Linked DNA regions of Sus scrofa: region 2 is linked to region 1. The links are chromatin contacts, called in public Hi-C maps. All regions are on one chromosome and are shown on one strand. Each heading gives the region's core, a stretch centred on a gene start, on an enhancer-like site or on the middle of the called end of the contact. The rest is flanking DNA. Distances are from core to core; before and after follow the strand shown. Region 1 overlaps SACM1L (phosphatidylinositide phosphatase SAC1). Region 2 has its middle 26 kb from the start of CXCR6.

Region 1 (2,700 bases), core at 180-2,679:
TAGGAAGCCAGCTCTCCATTGCAGGAGCTCCTGAGGGTGGCCCAGCCCATCCCTCCCATGCTGCTTTGTAGCAGAAATTCTCCTGCTCACTAGAAATGCCTGAAACCAGGGCATCTTTTCTGGGGCGAAAGGAGGGCCAAAGCTGTGACTGTGGAGACGACTTGGCCTGTTGGACCTGATGTGTAGCAATGCTTCCAAACTGTAGGTGCCTACAGACCATCATTCTGATTTCCATCATGCCTGCAGACAGATGCTTTCAGAAAACAGATCCTTCCTACACTGTTGCTAGGAATGTAATTTGGGGCAGCTGCGATGGAAAACAGGACAGAGGGTCCTGAAAAGACAAACACTAGAGCTGCCCCATGATCCAGCGGTCCCACATGTGGGCATAGAGCGGGACAAAACTATCGATCCAAACCGCACAGGCCCCCCCACCCCCACGCCCAGGTCCAGAGCAGCACAAGTCACAACAGCCCGGGTGTGGAAGCAAGCTCGGTGTCCGTCCACAGATGCATGGATCAAGAAGACCTGCTCCTTAGGTCCAAGAGACTGGGGCTCAGCCATAAAAAGGAAGGAAACAGTGCCATTGGCAGCAACGTTGATCGACCTAGAAATTAGCATACCAAGTGAAGCACGCCAGCAGAGCAAGACAAATACCAGAGGCTATCCTTCCCGGGTGGAAGCACCAAAGAAGACAGACAACTGAACTTATTTACACAATAGAAACAGATGCACAAACCATGGCGACCAAACGGGAAAGGGGTGGAGGGCGATAAACTGGGAGGTTGCCATGAACTCATATGCACCACTAGAGGTACTCAACAAGGGCCTACTGTATGGCATGGGGGATGCTTTTCAGTGTGTTGGAAGAGCCTCTATGGGAAGGGAAAGGAATCCCAAAGAGATTTTGTATGTGTGTGTGACTATATATATTTACATGTGTATGTATGTGGATGTGTGTGTGTGTGTGTGTGTATAATACAATTGAATCTCTTGTGCTGTAACCTGAAACTCACCTGACATTGTAAATCAACAAGACGTCAATAAAGAATTAACAAATCAATCAATTATTCTAAACTGAAATACAACAAATATAGACTCTCACAATGAAGTGAGCAATTCCACAAGAGTATCTTTTTGACCATGGATCTGATACACTCGTGTATTTCTGGCACTGGTACACACACATTCACGCACACACAGGCACAAATAGATATGGAAAGCATCTTCACCCCTTGTGGGAAGGCTGACCCAGCTCTCTGGGCATTTCCCAGGGGAAGGGACTGAGGTCCCTGGGCTGGGATGTAACTTGCTTGAGGGCACCCAGACAGGGGAAGCCCCAGGCCCAGAACACAGACTGGAATCCTACCTGCAGTCTAGGGCCTTTGAAACTGCTCCCCGTGCTAGGAGAGGCAGCCGAGGTGGAGCGCCACCGGCGAAGGCGGCGACGGGAGCGCGCCAGGGTGAGCCTGGCAGAGTGGCAGCCATAGCGCCCTGCCTCTCCTGGACCTGCGCCCCTGCTGCCTCTGACCTCTCAGACGCCTGGGCCCTAGGCCACAAAAACTCACGTGCACGTGAACACCTGGGATCCCTGAAACCACGGCGAACACAGTGTTTCCATTTTCCTGTCCCTTCACGCCGCCGCTCGCCCCCCACTTGCCTTGATCCACACCGGTGTAAAGAACGGGCTGCAGAGCAAAGGGAGCATGGCACTACCGCTGTGTGGCCACCAGGCGGCGCTGTGCTCATAGCAAGCTGCTCTGGGATCAGGCTGCTTCAAAGACGCCGCCACTCCCCCTCCCAGGCACCTTCTGTCTCTCGCGCCGTGCCCTGCACCCCACACCCACCACCCTGGGGTCTGCTCCTCTCTTTCTCCTGAAAAACCCACGGTCTGAGGTGCCCCCTACACCGGCATTTCCTAGGGAACCAACTGCTCCCACTTTTCTTTGGACCTTTAGCACTGAACTTGCCACTGCCCTGCAAAGCCTTGGGCCCAGGAGATGAGGGAGAGTCGGTCACCCTAACATCCGTGTCCATATGACCTTGATTGCTTGGGGCTGGCTGTTGGCAGCTGCGGGGCAGGGGCGAGGTGAGGATTCAAAGGACTTCCTGGATCACCAGGCTTTTGCAAACACTACAAATTATAAGCTCCTCTTTGAGATTTACTCTTGTCACCCTGGCTCTGAGAAATCCTGCAAAAAGACATTTCAGCCCTTTTCTGTCCTGCCCTGAAATTCTTTGATCGTGGAAAACCCACAAGGTTGAGTCAAACCCTAGTGCCTCCAGGGACACACTGGGAGATACCAGGTAAGGGGCCTGGCTCCTAGAGTGTATGCCATCTGGTATGTCCCTACCACACATACACACGTGCGCACGGACATATGCACACACACACACAGACACAAACACAGGCACAAACACAACCCTCTCTCACCAGTCCCTCCTCACCATTTTTGAGGGAGGATCTGGAAGAACTGCGGAAGAGGGAGGGCAGGGGTACAGCCTTCCCATCAGACTCACATTCGAGCGAGGTTTGCAAAGTGCCATGAGCCTCTGACTCCTGGATGGCTTCCAAGGTAGGATCGAATTCCATGGACCTGGGTTGTCTGGGGGACATGTCTGGGCTCCATGTCTCAGCTGCTCTCTGGTAAGGTGGCTGCTACCCTCTGGAACCCTACTCCGATGAGCAAGGCTCTCTAG
Region 2 (2,700 bases), core at 73-2,572, 160 kb after region 1:
AAATAGGCCAAGAGGTTCTCTAGCTGCACAGTGCACAGCAAACCCAAGCTTGCACAGAAAAGAAACAAAGGACCAGAGTCCATCCAGCACAAAAAATAAATATGCTGCAGAGGCAGGGTGTGACCTCAGAGGGCAGGCCTCTGAATGCAGCAAAGGCTTTTTTGCACAACTGTAGTCACTGCTTGCGGTGGTGGTGGCACAAGGGGCCCCCACTCTCTTGGAGGAGTGGCTCTGAGTTGGCCTCACAAGCGCCAAGTGGTTTTTAAGCTGCAGTTGGTCCCCTGCTGGGTTGAGTGACAGGTTCAGAACCAGCCTCAGATGGACTGTCCCAGGTCTTTCGAAGGCAACACATCAGCTATTCACAAAATGTTGGTTCAAGCTGCAGATGATGGTGGGTACACTGGCAGAAGGCCATCAACTTGGCCAAGGTCTCCACGGTACTGTGGGAAAGCTAAGCACTCAAACCAAGATTCCAGACTGCTCTGGGTTCTTTGGTTAGTTTCTCCCATGTGGCAAACAAGCTATTTTTGATTATCCTTTCCAAAAAGGTAGGTGGATTCAAAGGTAATTTGCCCTGGAATAGTCCTCAGGCTGTGTGGCACACCTGTGAGGACAAGCATGAGGCTAGGAAGCCTCTGGGGTCCTGGCCATTTCCATTTTGATGCTGAGCACCTGTCAAAGCCTTGCCTGAGGAGATGCTGGAGCTTTCTACTAGAGGCAGCTGTTCCAGGAAAAAGCACAAGAGGTCCAGTGTTCATCATGCCCCAAGCCCTTATTAAAGTGACTAGAAGTGCTTAAGTCTCCTGTTTCAATGAAAGTTCCAAGCCCATCGCCAAAGTCATTTCCTCCCAGCCCTGCCCCATGGTTCTCTCTGCTGGTACACATGGGGTTTGAGCTGAAGTTGGCCTGGGGCTCCTGACCCACTCTTGAGCTCTCAAAACTGGCCAGACCAGGCTCGGGAATGGCGAGATGAAGCCTCGAGGTGTATGACTCGGCTTAGTCACCAGGCTACCTGAAGGACAGGCTGGGTCCAGCGCTCAGAACCTCAGCCACCCTGCCCAGCACCCTCCCCCTCATCCCTGGCCAAGGTGAGCCGCTTCGTGAGATACTCTGGTCACCCATGGAAGTACCTGGGCCTTGACTGTAGGTGCTGGCTTCTGTGAACAGGGCCCAAAGGGGCCACCACAGGCGAGCACTCGGTGGTGGTAGAAAACGGTAGAGAATAGGAAGATTATCTCCTTGTCTGACAAAAGGAAACAGGATTTATCTGCCCCAAAGGGAGACAGCTGCTGGGTGTCATGTGCAGGCTGAGCAGCAGGAAGTGGGCAGATGGGGTGTGGGGAATCTGGCAGGTAGGGAGGAGGGGCTGAGAAGTGAGCAAAGAGCAGATCTGTGAATTATGCCTGTTTACATTTGTGTTACCAAAGACGTCTGTTAAGAAGTCTCAATTTATAAAAGGGGTTCCTACCCTGATTATGATAATTAGTAAAAGCATCTGCAAGTTAGGCAGAAGCTCTTATTGATATAAACAAAGACAAGCTGTCAGCTGAGGAGTTAGCCCTAAAAGCTGACGCACAATCCTGCTTTTTGGTCGTGGGGCTGATGTTGCCCAGGATCTGGGCTCTGGCCTTCTGTACACAGACAACATTACAGGCCCGCCGTAGATGGGTTGTTTCCTGGGATTTGCTTCAGTTCTGATTCTTAGGGTAATGTTTTGAGCTTTGAGAGGCCAGGCTGAGTGAAGGGCTTTGCTCAAGGACAGCACTGCTCAGACAGAAGGGCCAGGAGGAAAGTGCAGTTGGAGGCCCCATGGAAATGGCTGAGTTCTGGAGCAGCCCCCAACTTCCTAGGGTAGGAAGGGGTAGGAGCACGACAGCTGGGATCTCAGGTGGACCCACGGGTGCCCCGAGCTCCTTTTCCTGGGAGGACTCACAGGGCCTGGCCAAGGCATCCTAGCTCTTGGTCACCTGGATGCCTGGCCCCCCGTTGGGCACAGGGGACCATGTTTCTCCACGGGCAGAAGTTGGGGTCCCCTCTGGCCTGAGAAACTCTCCATAGGAGGCCTGGAACCAACTGTACCCCCAGGTGAGGCTGATGGTTTCCTGAGTGTTTAAACCTTTGGCAAAGTGCCCCTCTGGGTGTGAGGACAATGGAAATGGTGCTTGAGCCTTTGCAAGCCATGGGGCTAAGAGTGACAGTGCACAGTGCTGAGTACACAGTGCTCGGGGCAGCGAAGCTCCGAGAAGCAGCCAAGGGCCTGTCTCCCAGGGTTGCATAGTTGACATTCATATTCAGAGCAGCTGTTTTTTTTCTTTTTCTTTTTAGTGCTTTATGTGACAGGTGAGGAAGAGTAGTGTTTCCTGTGGGTAATGTGAAACTATTAAAATCCAGGCTACGGGAAATCACTTCCATCATAGATCACAGGCCGGTCAACTGTTAAGTGATAAAATACTTTCTTGGAGACAAACCTGAGGAAACAGAAATGGAAAAAGAGGCTGTTACCCTGAGGGCTGAAAGCCCAAGGAGCAGCAGCAGCGGCAGTGACCTGGCCGGGGTGGGCACCGGCTGGCACGGGTGGCCTTTGGGCAGCGACATCTGCTCAGAGGCTGGGGCCCCTCACCCCCATTTCCTGTTGGCTAGCAGAGACATCTCCCTGGAAAGGGTCTGGAGGTGCTGGACACTGCCATGGACTTTCTTGGG

What was found. Hi-C and Micro-C count contacts between places; a contact is called where the count stands out from the background.
Region 2: a contact with region 1 is called in a Hi-C map of omental adipose tissue, with 1.8 times the contacts expected there. The contact joins two enhancer-like sites. A contact is called at or near these places in 1 of 5 promoter capture datasets (liver) and 22 of 47 Hi-C or Micro-C datasets (alveolar macrophages, blood, brain and 10 more).

The regions. Positions count from the first base shown.
Region 1 is chr13:28,905,437-28,908,136 of Sscrofa11.1, forward strand. It overlaps SACM1L (phosphatidylinositide phosphatase SAC1), which reads left to right. Exons shown (of 22, transcript XR_002337509.1): 22 at 1-1,067. The region is part of intron 9 of SLC6A20 (sodium- and chloride-dependent transporter XTRP3); the gene reads right to left. Among named protein-coding and RNA genes, the nearest start is that of SLC6A20, 38 kb to the right of the region's middle. Within about 2 kb of position 1,430, at least 9 of the 83 cell types and tissues checked have an H3K27ac peak or open chromatin away from gene starts, as enhancers often do. A contact at or near this core is called in omental adipose tissue, where this site is marked.
Region 2 is chr13:29,068,344-29,071,043 of Sscrofa11.1, forward strand. It overlaps a transcript of FYCO1 not described here. Among named protein-coding and RNA genes, the nearest start is that of CXCR6, 26 kb to the right of the region's middle. Within about 2 kb of position 1,323, at least 16 of the 83 cell types and tissues checked have an H3K27ac peak or open chromatin away from gene starts, as enhancers often do. A contact at or near this core is called in omental adipose tissue, where this site is marked.